7 separate regions of the Mus musculus genome follow, and regions 1, 3, 4, 5, 6 and 7 are each linked to region 2. A link is a contact called in public Hi-C, HiChIP or PLAC-seq and promoter capture Hi-C data. All regions are on one chromosome and are shown on one strand. The core of a region is the stretch at or near the end of the contact, and the rest is flanking DNA. Distances in the headings are between cores, read along the strand shown.

The links. Promoter capture Hi-C pulls out the DNA fragments that hold promoters and counts their contacts. Hi-C and Micro-C count contacts between places; a contact is called where the count stands out from the background. HiChIP or PLAC-seq counts read pairs in DNA pulled down with a chosen protein or histone mark. Capture Hi-C pulls out chosen DNA fragments and counts their contacts.
Region 1: a contact with region 2 is called in a Hi-C map of B cells, with 10 read pairs. The contact joins the promoter of Qpctl here to the promoter of Slc1a5 in region 2. A contact is called at or near these places in 1 of 39 promoter capture datasets (liver), 1 of 484 Hi-C or Micro-C datasets (B cells) and 4 of 115 datasets of contacts at active chromatin or transcription factors (embryonic stem cells and large pre-B cells).
Region 3: a contact with region 2 is called in a promoter capture Hi-C map of liver, with 4 times the contacts expected there. The contact joins the promoter of Vasp here to the promoter of Slc1a5 in region 2. A contact is called at or near these places in 3 of 39 promoter capture datasets (cranial neural crest, embryonic stem cells and liver) and 2 of 115 datasets of contacts at active chromatin or transcription factors (embryonic stem cells and stem cell-derived neural progenitor cells).
Region 4: an H3K27ac HiChIP or PLAC-seq map of embryonic stem cells shows a contact between it and region 2, with 10 times the contacts expected there. The contact joins the promoter of Six5 here to the promoter of Slc1a5 in region 2. A contact is called at or near these places in 1 of 39 promoter capture datasets (cranial neural crest), 6 of 115 datasets of contacts at active chromatin or transcription factors (embryonic stem cells, large pre-B cells and stem cell-derived neural progenitor cells) and 1 of 9 other capture datasets (adipose tissue).
Region 5: an H3K27ac HiChIP or PLAC-seq map of embryonic stem cells shows a contact between it and region 2, with 7 times the contacts expected there. The contact joins the promoter of Gipr here to the promoter of Slc1a5 in region 2. A contact is called at or near these places in 2 of 39 promoter capture datasets (embryonic stem cells and liver) and 4 of 115 datasets of contacts at active chromatin or transcription factors (embryonic stem cells and forebrain).
Region 6: a promoter capture Hi-C map of liver shows a contact between it and region 2, with 3 times the contacts expected there. The contact joins the promoter of Dmwd here to the promoter of Slc1a5 in region 2. A contact is called at or near these places in 3 of 39 promoter capture datasets (cranial neural crest and embryonic stem cells), 5 of 115 datasets of contacts at active chromatin or transcription factors (embryonic stem cells, large pre-B cells and stem cell-derived neural progenitor cells) and 1 of 9 other capture datasets (liver).
Region 7: an H3K27ac HiChIP or PLAC-seq map of embryonic stem cells shows a contact between it and region 2, with 11 times the contacts expected there. The contact joins the promoter of Bhmg1 here to the promoter of Slc1a5 in region 2. A contact is called at or near these places in 2 of 39 promoter capture datasets (both in embryonic stem cells), 5 of 115 datasets of contacts at active chromatin or transcription factors (embryonic forebrain, embryonic stem cells and large pre-B cells) and 2 of 9 other capture datasets (adipose tissue and embryonic stem cells).

Annotation. Positions count from the first base shown.
Region 1 is chr7:19,147,856-19,150,555 of GRCm38.p6, reverse strand. It overlaps Qpctl (glutaminyl-peptide cyclotransferase-like), which reads left to right and starts at 1,360. Exons shown (of 7, transcript NM_026111.3): 1 at 1,360-1,580; 2 at 2,037-2,180. The coding sequence starts at 1,371. Snrpd2 (small nuclear ribonucleoprotein D2) reads right to left here and starts at 718. Exons shown (of 3, transcript NM_026943.1): 1 at 662-718. The coding sequence starts at 663.
Region 2 is chr7:16,780,085-16,782,784 of GRCm38.p6, reverse strand. It overlaps Slc1a5 (solute carrier family 1 (neutral amino acid transporter), member 5), which reads right to left and starts at 1,439. Exons shown (of 9, transcript NM_009201.2): 1 at 310-1,439. The coding sequence starts at 884.
Region 3 is chr7:19,270,422-19,273,147 of GRCm38.p6, reverse strand. Vasp (vasodilator-stimulated phosphoprotein) reads left to right here and starts at 1,294. Exons shown (of 13, transcript NM_009499.3): 1 at 1,294-1,634. The coding sequence starts at 1,630.
Region 4 is chr7:19,093,142-19,095,841 of GRCm38.p6, reverse strand. It overlaps Six5 (sine oculis-related homeobox 5), which reads right to left and starts at 1,298. Exons shown (of 3, transcript NM_011383.1): 1 at 424-1,298. The coding sequence starts at 1,205. It overlaps Dmpk (dystrophia myotonica-protein kinase), which reads right to left. Exons shown (of 15, transcript NM_001379257.1): 15 at 2,021-2,700.
Region 5 is chr7:19,164,755-19,167,510 of GRCm38.p6, reverse strand. It overlaps Gipr (gastric inhibitory polypeptide receptor), which reads left to right and starts at 1,384. Exons shown (of 14, transcript NM_001080815.1): 1 at 1,384-1,449; 2 at 2,387-2,543. The coding sequence starts at 2,487.
Region 6 is chr7:19,074,891-19,077,590 of GRCm38.p6, reverse strand. It overlaps Dmwd (dystrophia myotonica-containing WD repeat motif), which reads right to left and starts at 1,391. Exons shown (of 5, transcript NM_010058.2): 1 at 890-1,391. The coding sequence starts at 1,321.
Region 7 is chr7:19,116,906-19,119,618 of GRCm38.p6, reverse strand. Bhmg1 (basic helix-loop-helix and HMG-box containing 1) reads left to right here and starts at 1,275. Exons shown (of 13, transcript NM_001370811.1): 1 at 1,275-1,441.

The sequences.
Region 1 (2,700 bases), core at 111-2,610, 2.4 Mb before region 2:
TACTCTATGGCTTTCCTACTCCACTCTTTTTACAAGCACCAGGGAGATTCCCCCACCCCCTTGGAGGCAAGGACCTTTTATTTACCATGTGTCTTAACTTACAAGCAGTCTACATAGTATATGCTCAATGAATAAACACGCACCAAACCACTGTAGTACCCTGCTACTCTGACAGTCTCTAGTTAGGTTCTCTAATTTATCCTGGTTACGTCCCATACTTTTCACTATTTCTAACAGTTCTTCCTTCCCCGCCAAGCTCTTTATTCATAAGACCACTTCCATTTAAAATTACTATTACTTTTGGAAGCGGTCTCGCTATGAAGCTGGCCAAGGCCAACTAGCGAACCTCCTGCATCAGCCTCTCGAGGCCTGGGATTCCAGGCATGTGCCATCAGACTCAGCTTTCCCTTTATGGTTCCTTTCCACAAGACTCAGGACCTCGGAGAGTCTCATGCCCGTTATGGAATAAAGCTGTCCCCTCTCCGGAACTCAAGATCCGAGCGAGGCCCCAAGCCCGATCTCAAATACCCCAGAAGGAAAAACATTACTTTTGCCCGAGGAACTCTACCCTCAGCTATAAAAACACCCCATTTCGACCGTTATTCAGCTAAACTGTCCACCTCCATCTCCACGGCCCCGCCAAAGCCCAGCCCGGCCTCACATGGTGTAGGTTTCGCTCGCAGATCACTCCCGCCTCCAAGCGCGTTGCTCCAGCCTTTGGCGTACAGGGCGAGAAGGGCGGGACTTCCGTCTCCTGCGGCTCACTTCCGTCGGCGCCTGCGCAACCAAATACCAGCGGCTGTGGGCGTGGCCTGTTACCATAGCGACCCTTCAGGCTGCACTCTCCTGTAGAAAATGCCTATAAGGAGGATTTGAAGCTTCTGAGGATCACAATAGGGTGTCTGCTCATGAGGAAAATAATACGGGGTCTGACTAGAATTATTTTCCCGTCAAACCGTCCAGTTGGAAGATGGAAAACACAACCCCATTTCCAAATACCCTCGGACACTTTTCTTGAGGGCATGGCTTCAGGTAAACCAATCGGCTCCTTGTTTTAGGGATGGATGCCGCCCCTTTTTTCCTTGAACGACAGTTTCTTGATCGACTTCCGTGAGGGGCGTGACCCCGCGCCTTGGAAGGTTTCGCACATTCGGACGCAGCCCATTGACTGGTCCTCTTCCGTGGAGGCGGGCCTTAAGGTTTCCGCCCTCCTTTTTGGGTGGGGCGGCGCTTAGGACAGCCAATCGCAATCGTCTCAGGGAAGGACGCAGTTACTCTGCTTCTTTATTGGGTTTTGTAACCTCAGCGAGGCGGATCTTGGCCTAAAACTCAAACCACCATACCGGGATTGGTTTCAGAGCAAAGCTACCATGAGTCCCGGGAGCCGCGGGCGGCCCCGGCAGCGGCTCGAGGATCGTGGCCTCATGAAACCACCCTCACTTTCCAAGCGCCGTCTTCTGCCGCGAGTGCAGTTCCTGCCCCTGCTGCTGCTGGCGCTGGCTATGGGCTTGGCTTTCTATATCGTCTGGAACAGCTGGCACCCTGGGGTTGAGGAGATGTCACGGAGCCGGGATCTGCGGGTGAGCCCTGGCTGGTGCCCAGCCAGCGTCATTTCCCTCTTTCCCTTCGTATTGAGTCTCAGGTTACCGTGGTCTTATCATTTGGCTTTTGCCGCCTGTGCCATTTATCCATGACTTGAGCGCGTGCCCCTACCCAACAAAATAAGGCTTCAGGCTTGTTTTGTGATAGACCCCACTGAAGATGACGAGTCCTCATAGCAACACTGGTAGAACTGAGTTCTATGCCCAAGCCATCTATTTAGAAATTTCCATCACCCGATTGCAATTTCCTCGTTAGGACTGCGGTAGGCTGGACCAGATTTGCTTTGAAGATTTCTCCCAGTCTAGGAAATCTTTGATGCTGGAGATTTGCATTACCAGGAAGAGCCAGGACTCCTAGTAGGCAACGGCGCCCAGGATAAGGTGGGAATGGGGTTGTTTTCATTTTTCTTTTTCCCATCCCATTTCCCAACCAAGGTCCCGCTGATCGGAAGCCTTTCAGAAGCCAAGCTGCGGCTGGTGGTAGGGCAGCTGGATCCGCAGCGTCTCTGGGGAACTTTCCTGCGTCCCTTATTGATTGTGCGACCCCCGGGTAGTTCTGGCAATCTCCAAGTGAGAAAGGTAAAGGGTTTTATTGTCAACCCCCAACTTCCTTTCCCCAGTTTGTCAGGAAATGGAACTCAGGCTCCGAAGATCCCAAAACAGCCAGGAGGCAGAAGTGATCTGATGGGGGTCGGGGGACAGAGATGGGGAGTAGGCGGGTAGGGGAGTGGTGGTGGTGGTGGCTGCAGCGGCAGGTGAACCTGACTAGATTCTCTTGGTGGTACACAAATCCCGCACTATACGACCCCCACTAAATATTATCCTATATTAGGCAGAAGCAGTGTACTCTCTGGTGAGGTCTGAACTAATATAATCTCCACTATACAGATGAGGAAACTGAAGTTTTTACATTTTGTCCAAGTCCCACAGCTAATTAGAATTAAAATCCAAGAAGGTTGGCTTCAGAATTAGTGGTGTGGTGCCATTCAGATACTGTGTTTAGGATCCACTTTAGTTGGACTAACTTCTTAACCTCTTTGGGACTCAGCTTCCTCATCTTCAAAATGGGGACAGTCACTGATATCGTTGATTTCATAGG
Region 2 (2,700 bases), core at 190-2,689:
CTGTCTCCAAAAAGCGTAACAAGACTAAGAAGGCTTATTATTTTTCCTTCCTCTAAAAGCCCTCCATGTTTAGGCCCGCCCCCAAATTTGGAGAACTTCCGTAAAAGTTCACCCTTCCAAGATGTTAGCGGTCCTGTCACCGTTACCTTATTTTCCTAGATTCTAGAAGGCATGACTCAATCTGGAGGACTCAACCTTGGTGACTAGTGGCGGCACACACGGGTAATCCCTGTACTCAGAGGGGGTAAAGCAGAAAGATTGCACGCTTGCACTGGCCCCTAACCACCCCACTGCCTGGCGGGAACGTACCTCACGAGATCTAGAAAGGAATCCAGCACCTCTTTGGTTGGTGCACTGCGGGCACAGGGGTCTACAACAGAGTCGTTGATGGAGGTGATGGCGGTAACGGCGGCGCCCGGCTTCAGCGCCAGGGCCAAACCCACGCCGAGCGCCGACGCGAGCAGTGTGGTGACCAGGAAAAAGAGCAGCGCCCAGGCGCCCACACGACCGAGCGCGCTAGGGTCCAAGCTGGCTGCACCTCCGATCAGGCTGCACACCACGAGCGGCAGGATGATCATCTTCAGCAGACGCAGCAGCAGCTCTCCCGGGAAGGCGAAAGCGGTCAAGCGCGCGGGACCCAGCGCGTCAGCACCGCCCGCCGCCGAGACCCCCAGCCCCAGCCCCACGCCAGCCACCACCGCAGCCACCGTGAGCAGCACCAGCAGGTTGGCGCGAATGCAGCGGCGCACCCGGTCACGGGAACCGCAGCAACCACCTGCTTTCGCACTCTGGTCCTCTCTGGATCCCAGCGCGGGGCCACCGTTCGCGGTGGAATCCACCGCTACTACCCCTTTGGGGTCAGCCTTAGGGGGATCCACTGCCATGCTGAGCCGTAACAGGGAGGTTCCTTGTGAGCCTGGAGACTAGGTGTGACGTCCTTAGGACCGAGAATGGAGGCTGAAACTTTGCAGCGGTCCTTGAAGTTATGCGTCCACCGGATCTCGGAAACTGGAGGGTCCTAGGCTCCCTGAGCTGTATGCGGAGATCCCTTTATTTTTCCTGGTGATGTCGAATCCCCGAAAACTGGGAGTTGAGAGCGCCTTGTTGGAGTAGGGAACAGCTCTTCAGAGGGTTCTTTGACTCCCTGAAGGAGTAAGGAAACTCAGGTAGCTGAGGTCTTCAGGAAGCTCAACCCAAGTGGCATAGATCCGGGATGCCTTGCTCCGGGAGACCGAGATCCCAGGATTAGGACGCCTGGCTCTCGGACTCTTGGGTACTGGAGCCCTAGAAGGAGTGGACCGAGCGTTTCGGGCTCTGGAGAGAAAAATCAAATTTCCAGATGCAAATAGGAAGCAGCCCGGGGGATATGGAAAGTGGCGCCAAGGAGAAACCTCCCAGGCCGCGCCGCGTGTCTCTGAGGCTGCTAGACGGAAGCGACCAGGATTAAAGGCGGAGGGGCGTGACTTGAAAAAGCGGAGGGCGGGACTTGAAAAGGCGGAGGCCGTCCCGCAAGCGCTGATTGGTTATGGAACATTCGGCGCCAGGTGGCGAGCGAGGGGCGGAGCCAAGATCACAGTGGGCAACCTAGGGTGAATAACAATGCATAGCCAGGGGCGGGGCCGGGGCAAGGGCATCGAGCCAGAAAGGGTGCAAAGCCTCCAAAAGGGGCGGGGCGTTGGGAAACTATCCAACCCACACCCACCCACACGCACCTCACCACTGGTCAAAAGAATCTAATTGTGGATCATATCTGATATTCCACAGAAGGACCCCTAGAAAGGGCAGACAGATGAGTGGCACACACCTTTAATCCCTGCTCTCAGGAGGCAGAGGCAGGCAGATAGATCTCTGTGAGTTCAAGATCAGCCTTGGTTGGTCTACAGAGCGAGTTCTAGGGCTGCCAGGGCTACATAAAGAAAAAGAAACCCAGTCTGTAGAAACAAATTGGGGAAAGGGAGGGAGGAGGGGCCAGTAGGCCCCAACATTGAATGTGGGGGATTTGAACTCAGGCCCTCATGCTTGAGCTGCAACCCAGTCTCTTTCCTCAGATAGTCACAGATTGGGTCCTCCCCACAGGAGCATGGCACATGCAACACACACAAATAAACAAATATATAAATAAATGTAGCAAAAAATATTTAAATGGCCAGTTCACCACAAACATTCTTAGTTTAGACACTGTTACCCATCAACTGTAAGAATAACAGACTTAGAGAGGAGGAGGAGGAGGAGGAGGAAGAGGAGGAGGAAAGAGGTCTGCTGAATCCAGAATCTTTGGGACATGTAGGGTGGGGAAAATGAGGCTGAAGTTTGTGGATCAGGATTGGCTAGGAGCGTTCTGCCCCACTGCCTGCCCCTAGTAAGAGAAATACTCAAACTGGTTCCAGCCAGCTCTTTGGCCCAACCTCCTACCCGGATTCCTTGTGATTTCATCAGTGGGAGAAAGGTCTGGGGCTTCCCAAAGGGTGAAGCAGGGTAGTGAGAGGCTGGGCTGAAGGAGGAGGACAGCCAAGAGTCCCTTCCTGAACTCTGTTGACCACTTGAGAAACGCCCTGAAGAATGGCTCTTTTGGAAAGTCTGGAGCTTGCCTGGAGGTGGAGCAAAGGAGGCTACAGGGCTCAGTCTGTTCTACCAGGCGCTCACCCGCAGCTCTCAGGACTGCAATCCCAACTATGGAAGGATTCCAAGGTCATGACCAGC
Region 3 (2,726 bases), core at 45-2,544, 2.5 Mb before region 2:
ATGAGGTTGCTGGGATTTGAACTCAGGACCTTTGGAAGAGCAGTCAGTGCTCTTAACCGCTGAGCCATCTCTCCATCCCCCCCCCCCCTTTAACTGCTGCCCTACTTCCACAGGCCACTTTTGTTCTTAAATATATAACCTCAGATGACGTTAAAGTCACCCTGTAGCCCAGGTTGGCCTCAAACTCGTGATCCTCTTGCCTCAGCCTCCTGGTTTGAGCAGGACAACTAACTGGTGTACTAGATTTTTTTAGAGCAGAATTACTGTAAGAGTTTGGCCTGAAGGTTGAGGTTCTTACAAGTGAAGGACAACAGGGAGCCAGCATAGCATCCAGGAAATGGATTGGCCAAAGGCCACGTGGATTGATTCTCGTGAGTTTGGGAGCGGGGGGACCCAAATAAGCTAAACCCATTCCCTGTCTCTGAGCCTCAGTTTCTCGATCAGTAAGTCAGGAACTGCCATTTTCTTAGAGTTACCGCCTTTCAGCCGGCCAGGTAGAGCTCTACGGGAGGGGCGTGTCTGCATGATGATGTAACTCTGGGCGGGGCCTATGGGTCCCACTGCGGAAGGCTTGGGGGAGGGGGGGCTCGACTCAGCCCGGACGTGTTGGCGGGGAAGGGGCTCTAGAGGAGGGTCTCCGGGCCTCTGAGCCTGCCGGATTGTTGGGACGATCCTACTACCCTCCGTGGGCAAAATTAAGCTGTAGCTGGGCCCGCGTGGGGAGCAGATCGGGGTCTCACCACCAACCCTTCGCTCCTAGTCTATCCCCCACCCTTACCCCCGCCCCCACCCCAACCACGACCCGGCCGCGGTGAGTCAGCGGCCCGCCGCGCCCCCTCGCTCACTTCCTCCACACCTTCCCCGGGAGGGTGGGGGGCGGCGAGGGGTGGGGCTCGGCCTGAGAAGCGAGATCTGGGGAAGAGAAGTGCGGAAGTGTTACTTAAAGGTGGAAATTGATGAGATCCCTTGCTTAACCAAGGGTACCCCCATCCCCCAAAAAATAAACTGAGAAGTCCACGGAGCGAGTTGGAGTGGAGAACCTACACCCCCAGATCTCTACTAAAGAATTTGATAGTGGAGACAGCTAGAGATCAAAGAAAGGCCCCTTGTCTCTTCCACCAAGCTTTCCCCTCCAACTCCGGAGTGAGGCTCAGGGTGCACCCCCACGCCACAAGACCGGGAAAGGAGTGCAATTGCGGAAGCCCAAGGTTCCGCGTTGCCTTTTAAACGCTCTCCATCCCCCGCCTGGAGGCGTCCACGGCCCCTTTAAGGCGCAGGGAATTGTGGGTACGGGGAGTGGAATTTTGGAACGAAATGTAGCAAAGAGAGTACAGTAGTAAGAGTAACCGCGTAGGTGCAGCCGGCCGAGGGGGTGCGCCGGCGAGGTTCGGACGCTGCACCCCGCTTTCCATCGCAGGGGATCCCAGCACATCAGAACACCGGTGGGAGGAGGCGCCTGAAGACCCGCCCCGGCCCGGTCCACGTTCTCCCCAGGAAGCTGGACTCTATGGGGCGGGACCCCGAGAGAGACTGAGCAGAACCTGGAGCCAGCCCCGCACCCCTGCACTTCCAATCAGGGGCGCCCCGGGAGCACTCCCCGTGGGCGCGCCGCCCGCCCTCCGCGCAGCCATGAGGTGAGCCCCGAACCCTCCAGCCGGGTCCCAGCCGGGAGCCGGCTCCGCGCCCCGCCTTTGTCCCCCTCCCCCCCTCCAGCGCATTTGGGGCTAGATTTAGGGGACACAGCGCTTTGGGCGTCCCAGATCTGAGCCGGTGCCTTCTGGAACGATCTCTAAATATCGACACCCCGTTTCTCCACACTACTCCCTAAAGGCTTGGGGCGGTGCCGGCTGAGGTTCTCTTGATGGCTTTCAGGTTTAGGGGCGCTCTCGGGACTCAGAATTTGAAGACTTTTGGGGGGAGCACCTCTGAGTTCTCAGATAGTCAGATCCTCGCAGGGATGATCTAGTATAAGCGGGCTCAGAGTTACCGCCCCCAAACTCAAAACCAGGTGGGAGGCTGGCTAGAGAACCCTAGCCCTAAAACTCTTGAGTCTCAGGTTGTGGTTGGAATTCGGATCCTTGCGTCTAGGGCACTGGATGAGAGTCCCAGAGTGGAATCGCGGTCCTTAACTTTAGGGGCACTTCTTGATGTTCCTAAATTTGGTGGACACCGAGGTTCTCCTGTGGAGGAGTTCTTGGGAATCTGGCCCACGGGGCCTAGAGGGTCTGGATGGGACTCTTCTCCCCTTAGGCAACCAGGTTGGGTCCTAGGGCCCTGGAGCACTCCAGGCCCAGGGCGGCTCCTGGACCCCCGGGCCAGAGGACGGTTCTGGTCCCCCCCCCCCAACCTGGTGGCCGGGGAGGGAGGGGGCGCAGCAGCTGGGGGAGGGGGGCCTTTGTCTTCCTGACTCACCTGTCGAGACAGCTGGTGTGGGGGGCGGGCCCCCGAGTGAGCACTGTGGCCAGCTGCTTTCCCCACACCACAGTCCCTCCCCCTGGGCTCAATGTCGCTGGGTGTTACCCCCTTCCCCAGGCCGTGGGATTGGAGGAGGGGGCGCTGGAAAGCGTCAAGGTCATAGCCTTCTCCCTCAGGGACCCAGGCTCACTAGCTTCTTCCAGCTCTCTTCCTAGGAATTTAATCTTGTAGGTGAGGGGGATACAAAGATTTTTTTTTTCTTTTTTCTTTCTTTTTTTTTTTTTTTGTATGTCTTCCCTGGGACTTGCCCT
Region 4 (2,700 bases), core at 49-2,548, 2.3 Mb before region 2:
ACGTTTCACAACAAAGACAAGCGACAGACCACGCTGTTTGGGCTGGAGGGGGCGTGGGGGTGGGTGTAAGTAATGGTTACCGAGGGGCCAGGTTGCAGAGGCCCCAAAAGCGGGTCCCTACCCTGGGTGCCTTAGACAAAGGCCCCTTTCCCTTCCTTACTACCGCTCCTCCAGGGATACCTCACTTTTCTCACTGCCCGTCCCGCCCCCGCCCCCCCCCCCATTCCTGGCACTGCGTTCCCAGCTTAGAAGTAGCTGGAACAACCTCTGCCCCTGAGGCAGTGATGCCCAGAGAACCCAGGGTGTGCCTGGTCTCTCCACGCTCAGCCTATGCACTCGCCGACGCCACCGAAGAGGGATGTGAAGGGTCACTTGCGCAGACTCCAGCGGCCACCGAGGAAGGAGGGTCGGTTCCCCCCTCACCTTTTGCAAGGCGCTCCACCGCCGGTCCCAGTGCGGTCGCGCTGTCGCCGGTTCTTGAACCAGTTGCTGACCTGTGTAAGCGAGAGGCCGGTGAGCGTGGCCAGGCGGCGCTTCTCGTCAGGCGTGGGATAGCGGTTGCCGCGGTAGCAGGCCTTGAGCGCCGCTCGCGAGCGCTCCTTGAAGCAATAGACGGTCTCCTCGCCATCCCAGATGGTCTTGGGCAGAGGGAACTTCTTGCGCAGCCGGTATTTGTCCACAGCGCCCAGCGCACGGCCACGGGCCCGCTCGGCCTCGTGGTAGCGCGCGCGCAGGTAGAGGTCCTGCAGGAAGGCGTGGTGGGCGGCGGGGAAAGGGCGGCTCTCGAGAAGTTGGTAGAGCTCGGCGTATTCACCCCGCTGGAAGGCCACTAGGGCCCGCGCGCGCAGCACCGGATCGCTGCCACGTAGGCGCTCGGCCGGGGGCAGCGCGCCCAGGAAGCGGCTCAAGCGGCCGGCGTGGCCCGCCTGCAGCAGCGCCTCGCACACGCATGCCACCTGTTCGGGCGAGAAGCGAAGGCCAGTGGGCACCTCGGTCACGGTCTCCCGGGGAGACCCCGGGCCACTCGGGGACCCAGAGTCCGCCGCCGCCGCCGCATCTCCCGCCCCGGCCGCCGCCGCCTCCCCCTCGGCTGCCTGCAGAGTCTGCAGAAGCTGGCGCGCTTCCTCCTCCTGCTCCTCGGTCGCCGCCGCCGCCTCCCCCCGAGCCGCGGGCCCCGCGCTCGGCTCCGCAGGCGAGGTAGCCATGTTTGGCAACTTTGGAAAGTTCCTCCCTCCTTTGCCGCCTCCCGCGGGCTTCCCCAGCCCCCTCCTCCGCCCAGTCCTCCTCGCCGCCCCCCCCCCCGGTCCCCTTGCAGTCTTCTGGCCCCCTCCCAAAGACTAGACCCAGCTCTGCACTCGGGTCTGTCCTTGTCCCTGTGTGTCCGCCCCCCTCCCGGGCTGTCAGGATTCTTTGTTTTCCCTCCGTCTCTGGCCGCGCTTTTGGCCTTCCCCCCTTGTGTGCCTCTGACTCAGGGCCTCAGTTTCCCTATCAGAGCAACGGAGAAGGTAATGGGCCGTCCGGAGGGTTAAGGGCGCGAAGCCGCTCCCATCTCCCGGGTCCCTTGAAGGGCCCCCTCCCTTCCCATCTCCGCGCCGTGCTCCGCCCCTCGGAATTCCCGGCCCCGCGGGTAGGCGGTGGATCTAGCTGGGAGGAGGGGCGGGGAATCGCGCTAGAAAGTTTGCAGCAACTTTTCTGGAGTGTCGGTCCAAAAAGCGGATGCGCGTGGCTTGCGCAGGCGCAGTGGGAAGATGGTGTGCCCGCTGCTGGCCCAACCCCCTACTTTTTTCCAAACTTGAGTGGCACAGCTGGGTCACAGCTGGGGGGGAGGGTGGGGGGCGGTGGTGTCTCTGGTGGCTTGTTGCTTCTCTCCTACTGGCTGGATGCCTAAGCCCCACCCTTCAACCTGATTCGTGCGCTTTGCCTCCCCTCTAGCTCCCACTCAAGCCATTGGTTGTCTCTATTGGACTCTCCATTGGCCTGCGGGGCGGTTTCCTTTCCACAACAGAGATATTGCGCGGGATTTAGGGCAGACCAGAAGTATTTTATTCGCAAGGGTCGGGAGTGGAGGTCGTAGGTGGGGACAGACAATAAATACCGAGGAATGTCGAGTCTCAATGCATCTAAAACGTGGGTCCCGGAGTCTGTCAGTGAGTCAGATAACAAGATCAATAAATACCCACACTGCTTTGGGGGAGGGGGGAGTGCAGCTGTGGCTCCGTTGTTAGAGTGCAGACGTGTACACGGGGAAGGAGTTGCAGCAACCCCCAGGAGTGAGGCTGTCCGAAGCCAAAGACTCCGTGTGTGCTGGCAGAGGTCTTGCTGATCCATCACTATGGGAATGGGATGTCCCTGGAAATAGGGGGCTCATGCTTATGGCTTGTAACTGATGGCTGGGAGAGTGAAAAAGTGAAATCGGATGAGCTGAGCAGTTTGCCCATCCACGTCGGGGCTGAGTAAAGCAAGGTCGGCGAATGCCCAGCTGCTGCAGCAGCGGTGGCTACCAGCTCTGCAGGAACCAGGGGTGCTGGGCACGAGCCCTGTTCCTCCCTCCCCGGCCGCCAGGTGGCAGGCCTGGATCACAGGAGCGGAGCTGGGTGGGGACCCAGGCTCACAGAAGTGTGGAGCGGAGCGGTGGGGGGGGGGGGGGGGCGCGATGGGCACAGAGACGCTTTGGGTCGCTCCCTGGTCGCTCGACCTTCC
Region 5 (2,756 bases), core at 135-2,634, 2.4 Mb before region 2:
TGATTGATAGTGCTGCTGCCAAATGTGGAGCCAGATGTGGTCATTGCATGAGCCTGTGCCATTGAAATCTGAATCTCAGTACTTGAAAAGCTGAGGCAGGAGATCCAAGGTTGGAGATCACCTCGGTTATAGAATGAGACTCTGTTTTCTTAAAACACACACACACACACACACACACACACACCAAAACCACAAACGAAACAGGACTGGAGAAATGGCAGTTAAGAACACTTCAGGAGGATCCAGAATTCAGTTCTCAGCACCCATGGGGAGACTCACAACCATGGGTAACTCCAGTTCTAGGGGATCCAGTGCCCTCTACTGGCCTCCTCAGGCACTGCATGAATATGGTACACATGCCTCCATGCATGCACATAAAATTAAAACAAAGAAAGACAAATCAGGGATTGGAGCAATGGTTCACTTGGTAAAGTCCTTGTTATGCATGCAGCAAGATAAATTAAGCTGGGTAGTGTATGCTTGTAATCCCAGTACCAGGGAGTCGGAGGCAGGCAGATCTCTGCATTCAAGGGCAGCCAGGTTTATGTAATGAGTTCAAGGACAGCCAGGGCTACACAGAGAAATCTTGTCTTGAAAGACCAAATCAAAGGAAGTAGACAACACTTAAGAATCACATCAGAGGGGCTGGAGAGATGGCTCAGTGGGTAAGAGCATCCGACTGCCCTTTCGAAGGTCCGAAGTTCAAATCCCAGCAACCACATGGTGGCTCACAACCATCCGTAACAAGATCTGACTCCCTCTTCTGGAGTGTCTGAAGACAGCTACAGTGTACTTACATATAATAATAAAAAAAATTTTAAAAAAAGAATCACATCAGAGGTTGTCCTCTGGTCCTTCACGCATACACATGTACACGTACACACATATACAATGACATACATATACACCAAACAATGACAACAGAAAGGCAGTGGTAATTAAGATTATAGGCTGTGTTTACACATATGTGAAGTGTCCACGTCCCAGGGCACACAGCCGCTTGTCCCTGCAAGTGATTGGGAAGCTGTGGGTGAAAGACTGGCTCTCTCAGCATAGTCCTAGTTGTAGAGCTATGAATGAACTTGTTACTCACGGAGTCTCACTCTGTGAGTCTCTGTCGCTCTCCTGCTCAGCATTTGGGATCCTGTGTGAGGCAGCGTGAGAGGCTGTGTAAGTGGCTGGCTGGCATAGTGTGTTCTGTGGCCTGGGGGAGGGGGGAACCATAACTGTGTGACTGTTCCCTCTACGTGACACAATGGCTGTGATAAACGTGCCTGCTCCACGGTTCCCACTCTTCCCCAGAGCTCCCCCTCCTGTTCTCTGGTCCGCCCTGGCCCCGCCCCCTCCCAACACCCCAGGCTGCCAGCGCCTGTCACCTCTTCCAGAGCTCTCTGGCAGGCGAGGCAGGGCAGCTGTGTCAGTGGAGATTGCGAACAGGACTCCGTGCAGGTAAGGGGTCTCCATCAAGCCCTTGCCCTGGGCCCATCTCTCCCTTGACTGTCCCCCTATCTCAATCTTTGTCTCTTTCTGCCTCTCTGACCTGTCATCTCTTCACCTCTTTTAATCTCTAAATGGGCTTTTTCTACTCTTTCCCCTTCTCTGTCTCTTCCCTAGTCACTTCCTCTGTCTCTGAGCCACAGTTTTGTCTTTATCTCCTTTTTTGCCCTTTAGGCTCTGATCTCTCGCTTGTGTCTCATTGTCCCCAAGTCTTTCTGTTCTTATACCTTATAACTGAGTCCGTGATTTTTTGTTTGTTTGTTTTGGTTTTTTGGTTTTTGGTGTTTTTGTTTGTTTGTTTGTCTTATATTTTTTCTTTTCTGTAGCTCTGAGATTCCCTTTTGAAACTCTGCATTCACATTGTCTGGGCGGGGGTGATAGTTGGGTTAGAAGGATTTTCAGAGCATCTAACGTCCAAAAGTCAGAAACCCAGGGTCTAATATCTCTCTGTTCCCTAAATATTTAGATGCTGGGAGAGCGCTGTCCCTCTGACTTCTTGAAGCCAGGGAAGTTTTAGAAGATTGGGCTTTTATCTTCTATATAAATTGATGCGAACTCAAATGATCGGTTCAAATTCCCTTCAGGGCTTGACTGACAGTTTCTAGTCTCTCCTCTCTAAGGAGGTCTCAGGTTCCCAAGAGTCCCTCCGGTCTAGCCTCTCGGTGACACTGACGCTTCTGCCTGTCACAGCTCTAGGGCAACAGGCCCCTCAGCAAACACCCCTCCCTTCCACCTTGGCTGCCTCAGCAACACTTAGGAGGACCTGGGAATCGCTTAGCTGATCCCAGCCTCACTTATCTACTGGAGGCCGCGCCTAGTCCTGCTCCGCCCCAAATCCTCACGTGCGGAAATGGGGGGCGTGGCCTCAGACGCCATGTGCTTCTGGCAGGTGAGCACTGACTTGGACTGAAGCCCAAGAGTTGGTTCTGCCTTGGGACCCTCCAGCCCAACTGCCTCCGAGTGGCCAGAGTTTCCATCACCTTTCAAGGATGCCCCTGCGGTTGCTGCTTCTGCTGCTGTGGTTGTGGGGACTCCAGTGGGCGGAGGTGAGGACCTCGAGAGATAATAGGCGCTCTGGGGTGGTTTTAAGCCTTTCCCTACATTAGGGAGAGTTTTAAGGCTGCTCGCCCCCCTCCCTGTATAAACTGGTAGTTTCTCTTCACACAGTTTCCCTCACAAGTCCTCCAGGTGGGGACAAGCTACCCCTTCCTTTGGGCGATTTTCTAGGCACCCCAATTCCATCTAAGAGGTTTCTGAGC
Region 6 (2,700 bases), core at 142-2,641, 2.3 Mb before region 2:
GTTGTGTAGAGATGTAGAGGTCAGAGGTCAACATCGGGCATCTCTCTCCCTGGCTTTGCATCTTACATTTGACACAGGGTCTCTCAGTGAACCCGGAGCTCACCAGTTCAACTAGACTGGCTGCCATGAGGCCAGAGGATCCTCCTACCTCGGCAGCCTTGACATGGGATCCTGGGATCCATCGCCAAAGCCTCATTTCCTTCAGCCTGGAGCCCCTAAACTCCAGGACATCTGCTGTGGTTCAGCCAGCCATCAGTCACTACAGTCCCTCATTATCACCACTGGATTCTCCGGATCCCCATCTCTCTGTCTCCCCCACTTCCTCACGTCACCCCTCTTCTAGGATTGCTTTACAGATATCTGTCACACCTGGGGATGTCCCCTGCCAGGAACCCCCATCAATTCAGAGCTCCCATCATTTTGCCAAACCCCCTTCATTTCTTCCAAAGCCATTAGACACCATATTCTTTAGGAGCTCCTTCACCTGTTGCTTTGCTCGTCGACCCCTAAGCCACACCTCGGCTCCTTACAAATCCCGTCAGCCCTGGGTATGGCAAGTCTTAAGACTCCCTCCAACAGGCCCAGAAGGCAGGATGCATTTCTCCGTTCTCCATCCCCTGGGCCTGTATCCTCTTAGGATTCCCCAAAGCCCACAGAATATCTGTCACCTCCGTGACCCCCCTCCCCCATTTCCTCCCAGAAGCGCCATCACGTCCTGAACACTCACCACCGGAGAGAACCTCCCCACGCAAAGATTCCCCTGCAACCTCTCAGGACTCCATTAGCTCCAGGATCCAGGCTCCCCTGGGATGCCCAACCTCGGGGCCTTCTGTCACTCTGGGACCCCAGCGCTCTCGGCACCGGAGTCCCCAGCAAGCAGAGCACTCACCCGCTGGCTCCCGCTGCGGCAGCAGCCGGGGTAGAAATAAAGCTCCCGGCCCAGGTTGAAGCAGACGCGGTCTCCTCCCGCGCCCAGTCCGGAGGGCGTGGAGGGCGGCTCCCCAGCGCCATCCGGGTCGCCTAGGCGCACCAGGCTGAGGCGGACGGCGGGCAGCGCGGGCCCGGGCCCGGGGCCGGCGGGCGGCGGGGACGACGCGGGACCCGCGGCGCCGGGCCCGGAGGCTGCGGCGGGCCCGGGCGGGGGCTGAGTGGGCTGAGGCGGCGCCGGGGTCTGAGCGGAGGTCGGGCCCGACCTGCGCGTCGCGTCGCCGGGGAGCAGCTTGTAGAAGCCCTCGCGGGTGCGAAACTGCGACTTGATCTCCGCGCAGTCGCCCATGGCGGCGCTGGGGCCCGGGCCGCCCTCCGCGCCGCCCGCCGCCATCTTGGCCGCCCCCCGGGCCGCACCGCAGCCCGACCGCCCACCGCCAGACCCCCCAGCCGGAAGTTGAGGGGCTAGCACCGGAAGGGGTAGGGTCGTCGTCCGGGTGACGCCTCTACGATTGGCACCCAGAGCCGGAGGCGGGAGAAGCCGAGACAGTTGCTGAGGTAACGGTTCTGGGGCTGTGGGCGGAGGCAATATGTGGGTGTGGTCAACGCGACAGACCCTCGCGTTTGGTTGGCTACGAGGTGTGACTGTTGGGAACGCCCCTAGACCCTAACAACAGCGCCCTGGGAACCGTTTGCCCAGCAACGGAGAAGCCTCAAAGCCTATTCAGAAGCCTCGTGTTGTTACAGCTGACTCCGGGCGATTCTTGGTTTTGTTTTTTAAATAATAAAAAAAAAATGCATTTATTTTTGCGTGTATTTGTGCGTGAACGAGCATGTAGAGGTCAGAGGGAGCCAAGTGCCTTCCTCCATGTGGATCCTAAAGATGGAGCTTAGGTCTTCAAGCTACCTACCTGGCAGCAAGTGCCATTACCCGCCGATCCATCTCACTGACCTTTGGTCTCATACTTGTAGCCCAGGCAGTTTTCAAACTTGACCCAACATCTGGAGTCTCAGGCCTGAGACACCACGCCCAGCTCTTCCCTTCCTCGCTGACCACCTGTGGTCCCCTGCTGCTGTCAGAGTGAAGTGTAGCCATCTGTCGCCTATCTGACCTTGTCTACCTTTTTTGGTTTCGGTTTGGTGATGATGGTTGTTACCTTGTCAATTTGAGGCTACCTAGAATCGCAATGAGGGACAGTCTACTTGGGGTTGGCCTGTAGACCAGTCTGAGGGAGATTGCCTTAATTGATACAGGAAGACTCAGTCCATTGTGGGAGGTGCCATTCCCTAGTCAGGGAGTCCGGAACTGTGTAAGAGTGGAGACCCAGGCTGAGCACAAGAAAACAAGCACACATGCCCTTCTTCCTGCTCTATTCTGGAGACAGCCCTGCCTTGACTTCCCTGCTATGATGTACTGAGACCTGGAATTGCAAGCTGAAATAGCCCTTTCTCCCCTAAGCGGCCTTTTGTCAAGGTATTTTATGTTTTATCACATTGACAGAAGAAGATTGTGTTCTGTTTTGCTCCCCCCGCCCCCCTTGTGAGACAAGGTCTCTAGTTCAGGCTGACCTCCATCTTACCTTGTAGCTGAAAACAAACAAACAAAACAACAACAAAAATACCACAAACTCCAGATCTTCCTGACTCTATGTCTTCCAGGTTGGTACTACACCATGTGCATTGACGGGCTTGAACCCAGGATTTTGTGCATTGCTAGGCCAGCACGTGGCCAACTGGCCGTAAACTGCCATGTCCCATGGAGGTGCTTGGGAA
Region 7 (2,713 bases), core at 26-2,525, 2.3 Mb before region 2:
ATCGAGGCTACTTCAAAGGGACGTTAGCGAGGGATGAAGAGTTTAGGAAGAACAACTTTATTGATTTATCATGTTAGTTGACAAATAATTAATAATATATGAGTTTTCCCAAACTTTCTCTCCCATTTCTCACCTTCATCTCACTCCCCACACTTGCCTACCACCACCTCCTAATTGGCAAATAAAGAAAACAAGATATCGAAGTGAGGAAAAGCCCAGGCACTATGTTCACATCACAGGTAGAACAGAGCCTCCAGAAGGGCAGGAATCTTGGCAGCATTTCCAAAATGTACGGTTTGAATCTGCCGTGGTGGCACACACTTTTAATCGCACCATTTTGGACGCCGAGGTTAGTGTACCTCTGTGAGTTTGAGACTAGCCTGGTCAAGGGTATGAGACGCTGTGTCAAAAAATAAAGATGAAGCTGGAAAGACTACTCAGAGGTTAGGAAGACATCGCTCTTGCAGAGAATTTGCATTTGCCCCTGAAGATGCCCCTAGAAGCCCCTGTCTAAAACTCCAGCTCTAGGGGCATCTGATGCCTCTGGCATCTGGGGACACCTGCGTGCAGTATTCCTCCCCCCCACCCCCCCAACATGTATACCTAGTTAAAACTAAAATGCTTTTTAAAAATAAATTGTGTAGTTTGTAACCTGAGTTACAAGGTAGTGCATTCCTTGCGTTCCAGACAGACCTGAGACAAAACGGTTACAAGTAGTAGGCAAGCCTGGGCTATATAGCAAGACTGGATCCACACTCAGACACTAAAGGTTACTTTGTTTGCAGCTACAGGAACTGGCATTTCCATGGGGTCTACAAAGCCTCGTTTCAGGGAAAGGTGGCGAAGTTAGCCGCCTGAACAAGGTACTTGACACACAGTGGTCTTTAAGCAGATGCGCCCTAAAGCGAAAGGGTCGGATGGGGACACAGGAGGGCCAGCAGGGGGAGTACAGACACCTCGCGCTTGCGGACACCTGGCAAATCCTGCTGGGGTCTGAGGTAAATAGGTCAGGGGGCGGGGCAAAACAGAGGGCGTGGCCTGAGGAAAGGGCGGGTAATGGAGCAAGAGCTGATTGGCTGATGCTGCGAGCGCGGGAGCGGGAGCACGTGTCGGAGCTGTGGCCCGTGCCCTGCCCCGGGTGCGCGTGCGCACTCGCCGCACTGCCCTTTTCCAACGCTCCTCTGCTCGTGCCTGGCACCGCGTGGCGGGAACGTGGAGGGGGCGTGGCCTCGCCTCAGGCGCTCTGGTGCCTTCGCGCCACAGCCTCGCGCCCTGCCATTCTTCGCTCGGTCTGCGCGTCGGGAGGCACGCGGTCTGCATCCCTGGGACCCCGCGAGCCGCGGGAGCCGCGCGAGCCGCTGCCGGAGCCTTCAGACTGTCGAAGCGTGAGCCCAGTGCCAAAGCAGAAGTCGAGGCTTAACGCCATATTGCAAATCTTGAGGTGAGTGCTGGTGACCAACGGGTGTGGGGCGGCAGACGCCCTGGCTCTAGCTGGCTTGAGGTAGCGGGGAGATGGTGAGGAGTCGTCAGAGTCACACCCTGCGGCCGTGACCCCCTAGGGAGCTCTAGGTCGGATGGAGAGGGACCCCAGAGCTCGAGACCGGTTTGAGGGTAGACTTTGTGTTTGAGGGAATCCAGGCTGGGTTTCTGGAAAGTTATTAGTGGCGTTTGAGACATGGGGTCTCCTGTTCGAGGCTCGGCTTTTGGAAGCTGAAGACGGGAGATCTGGAAATCTTAGTTTGGGGTTCCAGGGGTTACGTTCGGAGGGTCAGAGGTCTAATTTGACAGGGTTGGGGCTTTTCAGTATCAGTGGAGACCATCAAAGCAGGAAAATAGGCTCTGGAGTGGGCACGGCTTGGGTCTTTGAGAATTAATTTTAAAGCCTGGAGTCGTCGTGCTACTCATTGCGTATAGGTGTCAATTTAGGGTTCCAGGTCTCAGTGGGATGCATGCGTGAGGTCTAAGTTTTCTAAGAAGGAAATCACAATGTGAGGATCTGAAGGGACAGTTTTAGAGTTTAGAGATATTTATTGTAGGACATGAAACACATTTTTAAAAATTATTTTTTCGAGGCTGGAGAGATGGCTCAGTGGTTAAGAGCATTCACTGCTCTAATGAAGGTCCTGAGTTCAAATCCCAGCAACCACATGGTGGCTCACAACCATTTGTAGTGAGATCTGGTGTCCTCTTCTGGGGTGCCTGAAGACAGCTACAGTGTACTTACATATAATAAATAAATAAATCTTTTTAAAATTTTTTTTTCACTTTACATCCCAATATCAGCCCTCCTCTCCTCTCAGTCCCTCCTACCCCTCTGGTAGGTCCTCCCCCAGTGCCCCTCTCCTTCTCTTCTGAGAAGGGGAAGCACCCCTTGGGTATTCCCACTACATTTGGGGTGGTGAGGGTTTTTCTTTTTTCTTTTTTTTTTATACCCTGGATATCCTTCCTCTAGGATTTGGGGTTTTCAGTGTTAAGGCTTGTGGTCTGAGCTGGCTGTGGTAATTCACACATATAACCTTTTATGATTTGGAGTCCAGCCTGACTACATAAACCTGAGCTGGTATAAGGTGAGACTGTGTGGGGGTTGGGGGGCAGTTAGTGGTTTGTGATCTTGATATTAGGAGTGTAATCCTATTTGAGGTTCAATAGTCAACATTTTGCACATCCATGACTTTTGGTTTGTTTTTGTTTTTGTTTTTTGAGACAAAGTTTC